Linked DNA regions of Mus musculus: region 1 is linked to region 2. Evidence: chromatin contacts called from public HiChIP or PLAC-seq data. All regions are on one chromosome and are shown on one strand. The core of a region is the stretch at or near the end of the contact, and the rest is flanking DNA. Distances in the headings are between cores, read along the strand shown. Region 1 overlaps Dlx4os (distal-less homeobox 4, opposite strand). Region 2 has its middle 22 kb from the start of Tob1.

What was found. HiChIP or PLAC-seq counts read pairs in DNA pulled down with a chosen protein or histone mark.
Region 1: an HNF4G HiChIP or PLAC-seq map of pancreatic cancer cells shows a contact between it and region 2. The contact joins two enhancer-like sites. A contact is called at or near these places in 1 of 115 datasets of contacts at active chromatin or transcription factors (pancreatic cancer cells) and 1 of 9 other capture datasets (liver).

Annotation. Positions count from the first base shown.
Region 1 is chr11:95,152,620-95,155,319 of GRCm38.p6, reverse strand. All of the region lies in intron 1 of Dlx4os (distal-less homeobox 4, opposite strand), which reads right to left. Among named protein-coding and RNA genes, the nearest start is that of Dlx4, 8.2 kb to the right of the region's middle. Within about 2 kb of position 1,424, at least 19 of the 459 cell types and tissues checked have an H3K27ac peak or open chromatin away from gene starts, as enhancers often do. A contact at or near this core is called in pancreatic cancer cells, where this site is marked.
Region 2 is chr11:94,188,307-94,191,142 of GRCm38.p6, reverse strand. No RefSeq gene overlaps it. Among named protein-coding and RNA genes, the nearest start is that of Tob1, 22 kb to the left of the region's middle. Within about 2 kb of position 1,427, at least 54 of the 459 cell types and tissues checked have an H3K27ac peak or open chromatin away from gene starts, as enhancers often do. A contact at or near this core is called in pancreatic cancer cells, where this site is marked.

The sequences.
Region 1 (2,700 bases), core at 175-2,674, 960 kb before region 2:
GCAGGGACCTTTGTCAGAAACCCGTCTCTTAACGTGGCCCTGTAGCCTCAATGGGACCCCTGTCACTGGGATTCTGATGAAAGAGACAGAGGCATACTACCCCACTCCCCTCAAACACACACCCTCACTTTCATTTATTTCTTTAGTTCGTGTTCACAGGTCATTTAGCACATGTCAACCCTGTGCCAATGTCCCACAGTCACACCTTGCAGGACTCCATTCATGTCTTGATGGAGTAAACCCCACCAAGAGCACGTGACAGGAGGAAATAGGAGCAGTGCTAGGGAAAGCCCAGAGAGTGGCACAGTCCTGCAGGAGGGGACCCTAAGGGCAGCAAGAAGCTGATAGACTGGTCTCCCAGCACTTGAGAGACTGAGGCAGGAAGGCTATGAATCTGAGACCAGCCTGGGCTACATAGTGAAAACCTCTCTCGAAATAACCAGAGCTTAAGACCAGTGTGTGGCCTGCCATTCATGTGAAGGTCACCAACAGACAGAGGTAAGTAAAGAGAAGGAAAAGACAAAGTGTGCAAGCCAGGGTGTATGGGGGGGGGGGTGTCGAGGCCTGAGGAGTTCCGGTTCTTGGCCCACATGCCTTGTTTGTAAGGTGCTTCATTGTGCTGTATATTTCATTTTTTAAAACATTTATTTATTTTATGTATATATCTGCATGTATCTGTGTGCCAGAAGAGGGCATCAGAGCCCAGTACAGATGGTTGTGAGCCACCATGTGGCTGCTGGGAATTGAACTCAGGGCCTCTGGAAGTGCTCGTAACTGCTGAGCCATCTCTCCAGCCCCATGCAGTGTGTTTTAAATTCAGTAATTTCCCCCTCAATTGTAGCACACCCAAACACACACACAAACCACAGGTGCACACAGTGTGTGACTGACTCACTGAGTGGAATCTGTAGACTCTGTACTTAGTAGGTTCATAAAAAGAGCACACTCCCCGGTGTGCTGGCAGTATGATTCCCGTATTGGAGAAACAGGAGGGACTGAGGGTTCCAGGCTGGCCTAGGCTATGCTATGGGACCTTGTATCTGGAAACAGAGAGGGGATGAAGGGAGAGGAGAGAGAAAGCAAGCATGATGGGGCCGCAGTGGGAATGCATGGTTCAACTCAAAGGGTATGGCCCCTTTTCCAAGGCAAGAACTTACTTTCTGGGGTGCACAGGGAGCAAAAGAAATGAAGTTTTTTTTTTCCTCAGGTTCATTGGCAGAGTGTCTGCCTAACTTGCACAAGGCCCTGGGCTCCATCCCCCCACATAACACAAATAAATAAATAAATGAAAAAAAATTAAATATACAAAAGAAACACACCACTTCTTTTCCATGATTGTCTGGGAAAATTTGAGCCCCAGACTCCAGAATCTGCTCCCCCCTCCCTTCTCTCAGCCCAGCACAAACCACAGAGCGGAGCCAAGAACACTGAGTCAGAAGGGCCTGCCTGCTCTGGAAAGCCAGTTCTGTGAACACAAGTCAGGTTTTCCCTGACAAAGACGTTTCGACATGAGCCTCGGTGTCTCCATCTGTAAAATGGAGCTAGTAAACCAGGCAGTTCACAAGTTGTTACAAAGCCCCAGTGTGTGTCAAAGGTTTTTAGGAAATACTATGTACATTGCACACGTTTTAATGTTTATTTTATTTCTTTTTAAACTGTGGGGCACAAGTCCATGGAGGTCAGAGAACAACCGGAAGTATCTGGTTCTCTCCTTCTGCCTCACACAGGGCCTGAGCCATGTTGCCGGCCCACATTGCATACTTTTTAACCCAGACAGGCATCTGTCTCCTACCTCCAATCACCTGATTTTGGAGGAGGAACAATTCTAAGTACTCTGACTTAGAATGTCTCCCCAGCCCTGGCTTCCGGTGTTCCAGCCTGGAACCTCAGACCTGAGCTTCAGTGAGATTCCAGGAGCAAGTTTACCAAGTTAGAGGAAGCCAGGCAGGGGAGATGGCATTCCAGGCGGCATGTCAGCTCGTGAGTCAGGGCTGGGAAGGCCCGTTCTGGGTCCCTGGAGGTGGGGGAGGACTTGCCTCTCTGGCTCTGGGCCCAGGCCGGGTTGCTCATTTGCATATATCTGCATGTATGTAAGTTTCACCTGCTTACATTGGCAGGGCTGAGAGAGACACCTGTGCAGAAAGCACAGCAGGATCCAATTTTACAGGGCTGGCTACTTGATGGAGCATCAACCCAGAATCTTGGTCCTGCTCCATGACCTGATGAAAAGCCTTTGGACCTCTGAATGGAACACAGGCTCTTTCCCTGGGCTCCCCTGGTTGCCCAGGCCAGGAACCTCAGTCTTTCTCCTACTCTTCCCGGTCCCACTCACCAAGTCCACTTGGGGGTTGTCCTTTCTTCACCTTTCTCTTGGCTCTCTTCTTTTCCATTGCCTCTGCCACCACGCCCTTGGGGAGTCCCACTTCACTGCACATTTGACCCATTGCAAGTCTCTCTTCCTCAAATCTCTGCCGCCCTATGAGCCCTTCCCCAATCCACCGTGGTACCCAAGGCAACCCAGGGAAGCAGCCCCTCTACTCCCATCTGGGTCCAACCTTCCCATCACTCAAGGTCACAGCACACTGCCTCCTTGGCTTCCATGGCTCTTACCTTGCAGCCTAATGAACAAAGGCCCTGCATGTGCCTTTTCTGTTAATAAGAACAGGACTCCCTTACCTGGGATGTGTAGCACAGGAGTTC
Region 2 (2,836 bases), core at 178-2,677:
GGGTAGCCCTGACTGTCATTCTGTAGACCAGACTGGTCTTGAACTCACAGAGATCTGCCTGCTTCTGCATGCACCACTATCACCACCTGGGTACTTTTTTTTTTTTTTTTTTTTAAAGACAAGATCTTAATATCTCTTCCACACTATTCTGGAACTTAAAGGTATAGCCCAAGCTAGCCTTGAGCTTGCTATTCCCATACCCCAGTTGCCAAAGTGCTGGGGCTACAGGTGTGTTTACCATGCCTGGTTAAGGCAAACATTGAGTCAAACACTAACAACCGTGGAGCATGTCCCATGTGCCAGTGTTCCGTGCGCTACCCGTAGTAATTGAAAACATGAACTCCAAGGACCAGGAGGTACATACAGCCTTGCCTGGTGTCCCCAAGGAGCTGGCTCCAACCTAGTGCTGCTGCGAGCAAACAAACAAAACCAGAAAAGGATCCAGTGAGGCATGGGCTATACCCATCAGCCTCCCAGGTCCAAATCCAGGCTCTGTAGCTGTATGAGACTCCAGGCAAGCTCTTTAGCTCCCCACTTCACTGTTCTCTGGTCTGAGATTGAGCGGGGGCCAGAGGTGGGGGAGTGAGGGGGTGGGGAGTGGGAGGGGGCAGAGTGTTCATAATAACAGCACATGTCCCTTGCCTAGGTTTATTGCTAATGCTGGAGGTGATACAGATATGCAGTGGTCTTTGAACAGTACCCAGAGCGCACCCTAAGCTCTCAAAATGTCAGCCAGTCCCCAGAGGAGCAGCAGCTGATAGGTTGCCACTGATGAGCGTGAAGGACAGTCTCCAAGAGGTTGAAGGACCACTTGGTTTCACACAGCTTCTGCACTGTGGACCCAGAATGGAAATTCAAAGCCCCTGCTCCAGTCTGGCCATCTCGCCCGTTCCTTTGTTTGTCTGGCTTTGTTTTTCTGTTTCTGTTTCTGTTTTTGTTTTGAGGTAGTGTCTCATTATGTAGCCCTGGCTGTCCTGGAACTTGATTTTCAGACCAGGGTAACCTTGAACTTACCATCCTCCTACTTCATTCGGCCTTCTGAATAGCTGGAATCACAGGCTCACCTGTTTTCCTTATTTCATAAGTGATAGAACTGCAGTTGGATTGGGCACTAGGCCACTCCTATCCAGTCTCATTATTCCCTGCTGTGAGGAGTCCCTCTAGCAAGCAGTACTGTGGGTAGGAGCAGGCCCGGACGGCCTCAGTGACTGGCCACGTCCACTCTGGCCACAGAGCCCTGCAGGACTACAGAGACCTTCACCTCTACACAGTGCCTGCTTATGCAAACCCTGAATGTAAGAAGTGAAGGGAGAGTGTAGCATGCCTGGGAATGATTGATGAGGCTGGCTAGTGTTATCTTCCCTGTGGTACAGGCCCAAAGCTTTATCCGGAAGCAGTGCAGCCCGTGTGGTATCTCGGTGGCTTTGTCGTGGGCGCCAGGGCAGTGAAGGCTGATCAGGGGTAATACAATGCTGGTGACTCACTCCCGGGAGAAGGCTGGGATGGGTCATTAAGCTGTCTTGGAACTTATTTTAGTCTCACACCCCCAGGATGAACGCTCTCAATGTTTATCAGGCCTCTGTCAATAGGACACTGCTCTCCTTCCCCACACCTGGTTACATAGTATCTTTCAGCCATGATACTGAAAAGGCTTCTGAACTGGGCTGTATCCCTCTGCTGGATGCCTGGCTGGCATGTCATCGCCAGCTGTGATGAGAACCACATTGCACATGTATGGATCCTATGACATGAGCCACTTCCTCTCCACCGTCCTCAAAGATCAGAAGTCTCCTTGCTTCAGCTCCTCACCTTCAAATTTGATCTAGAAGTCTGAATTAACCCCTTAATTTCTGAGCTGGTTCTTCTGATTCCAATCTAAATTCCTAGGTGGATTCTTTTATTTAAAACTTCTTTTGTTTAGCTTTCTCTCTCTCTCTCTCTCTCTCTCTCTCTCTCTCTCTCTCTCTCTCTCTCTCTCTCTCTGTCAGGGTCTCTAGCTCAGGCTAGCCTCAATACGTACCTGACAATGATCTTGAATAGCTGTCTCTGCTTCCGGAGTTGTGGTTTACTGGCCTAAGCCTAGAGAGATAGTTACCACTGTGTAAGATTGGCTCATTATAGTAAAGTGGCCTCATGGAGCAGGCCTGGAAATCCTACTACACAGGAGGCTGAGGCAGGAGGATGGCAAGTTCAAGGCCCATCCGGGTTACAGAGTGAGTTCAAGACAGCCTGACCACTCTCTCAAAGTAAAAAAACACAAGAAAATAATTCGGTGTGGCTGGAGAGAACCCAGGTTCAATTCCCAGCATGCACTTGGTGGCTTACAACCATCTGTAACTCTAGTTTCAGGGGAATCCAATGTCCTTTTCTGACCTCCAAGGCACCAGCTATGCATACAGTTCACATATATACATGGAGTTAAACATTCATATGCATAAAATAAGCCAAGAGAAAGAAAGAAAGAAAGAAAAAAAGAAAGAAAGAAAGAAAGAAAGAAAGAAACCAAAACAATAAAACCACCTGAGAATATGGCACAGTGGCAGAGTGATTGCCTACGGTGTGAGAAGCCTGGGTTCCGTTCTCAGCTTTAAAAAACAAACAAACAAACAAACAAACAAACAAAGAAACAAGATGGTAAGTTCTGCCTGGCAGTGGTGGCGCTTGCCTTTAATCCCAGCACCTGAGAGGCAGAGGCAGGCAGATTTCTGAGTTCGAGGCCAGCCTGGTCTACAGAGTGAGTTCCAGGACAGCCAGGGCTACACAGAGAAACCCTCTCTCGAAAAAACAAACAAACAAACAAACAAACAAAAAACAACAAAACAAGACCAAAAAAAGT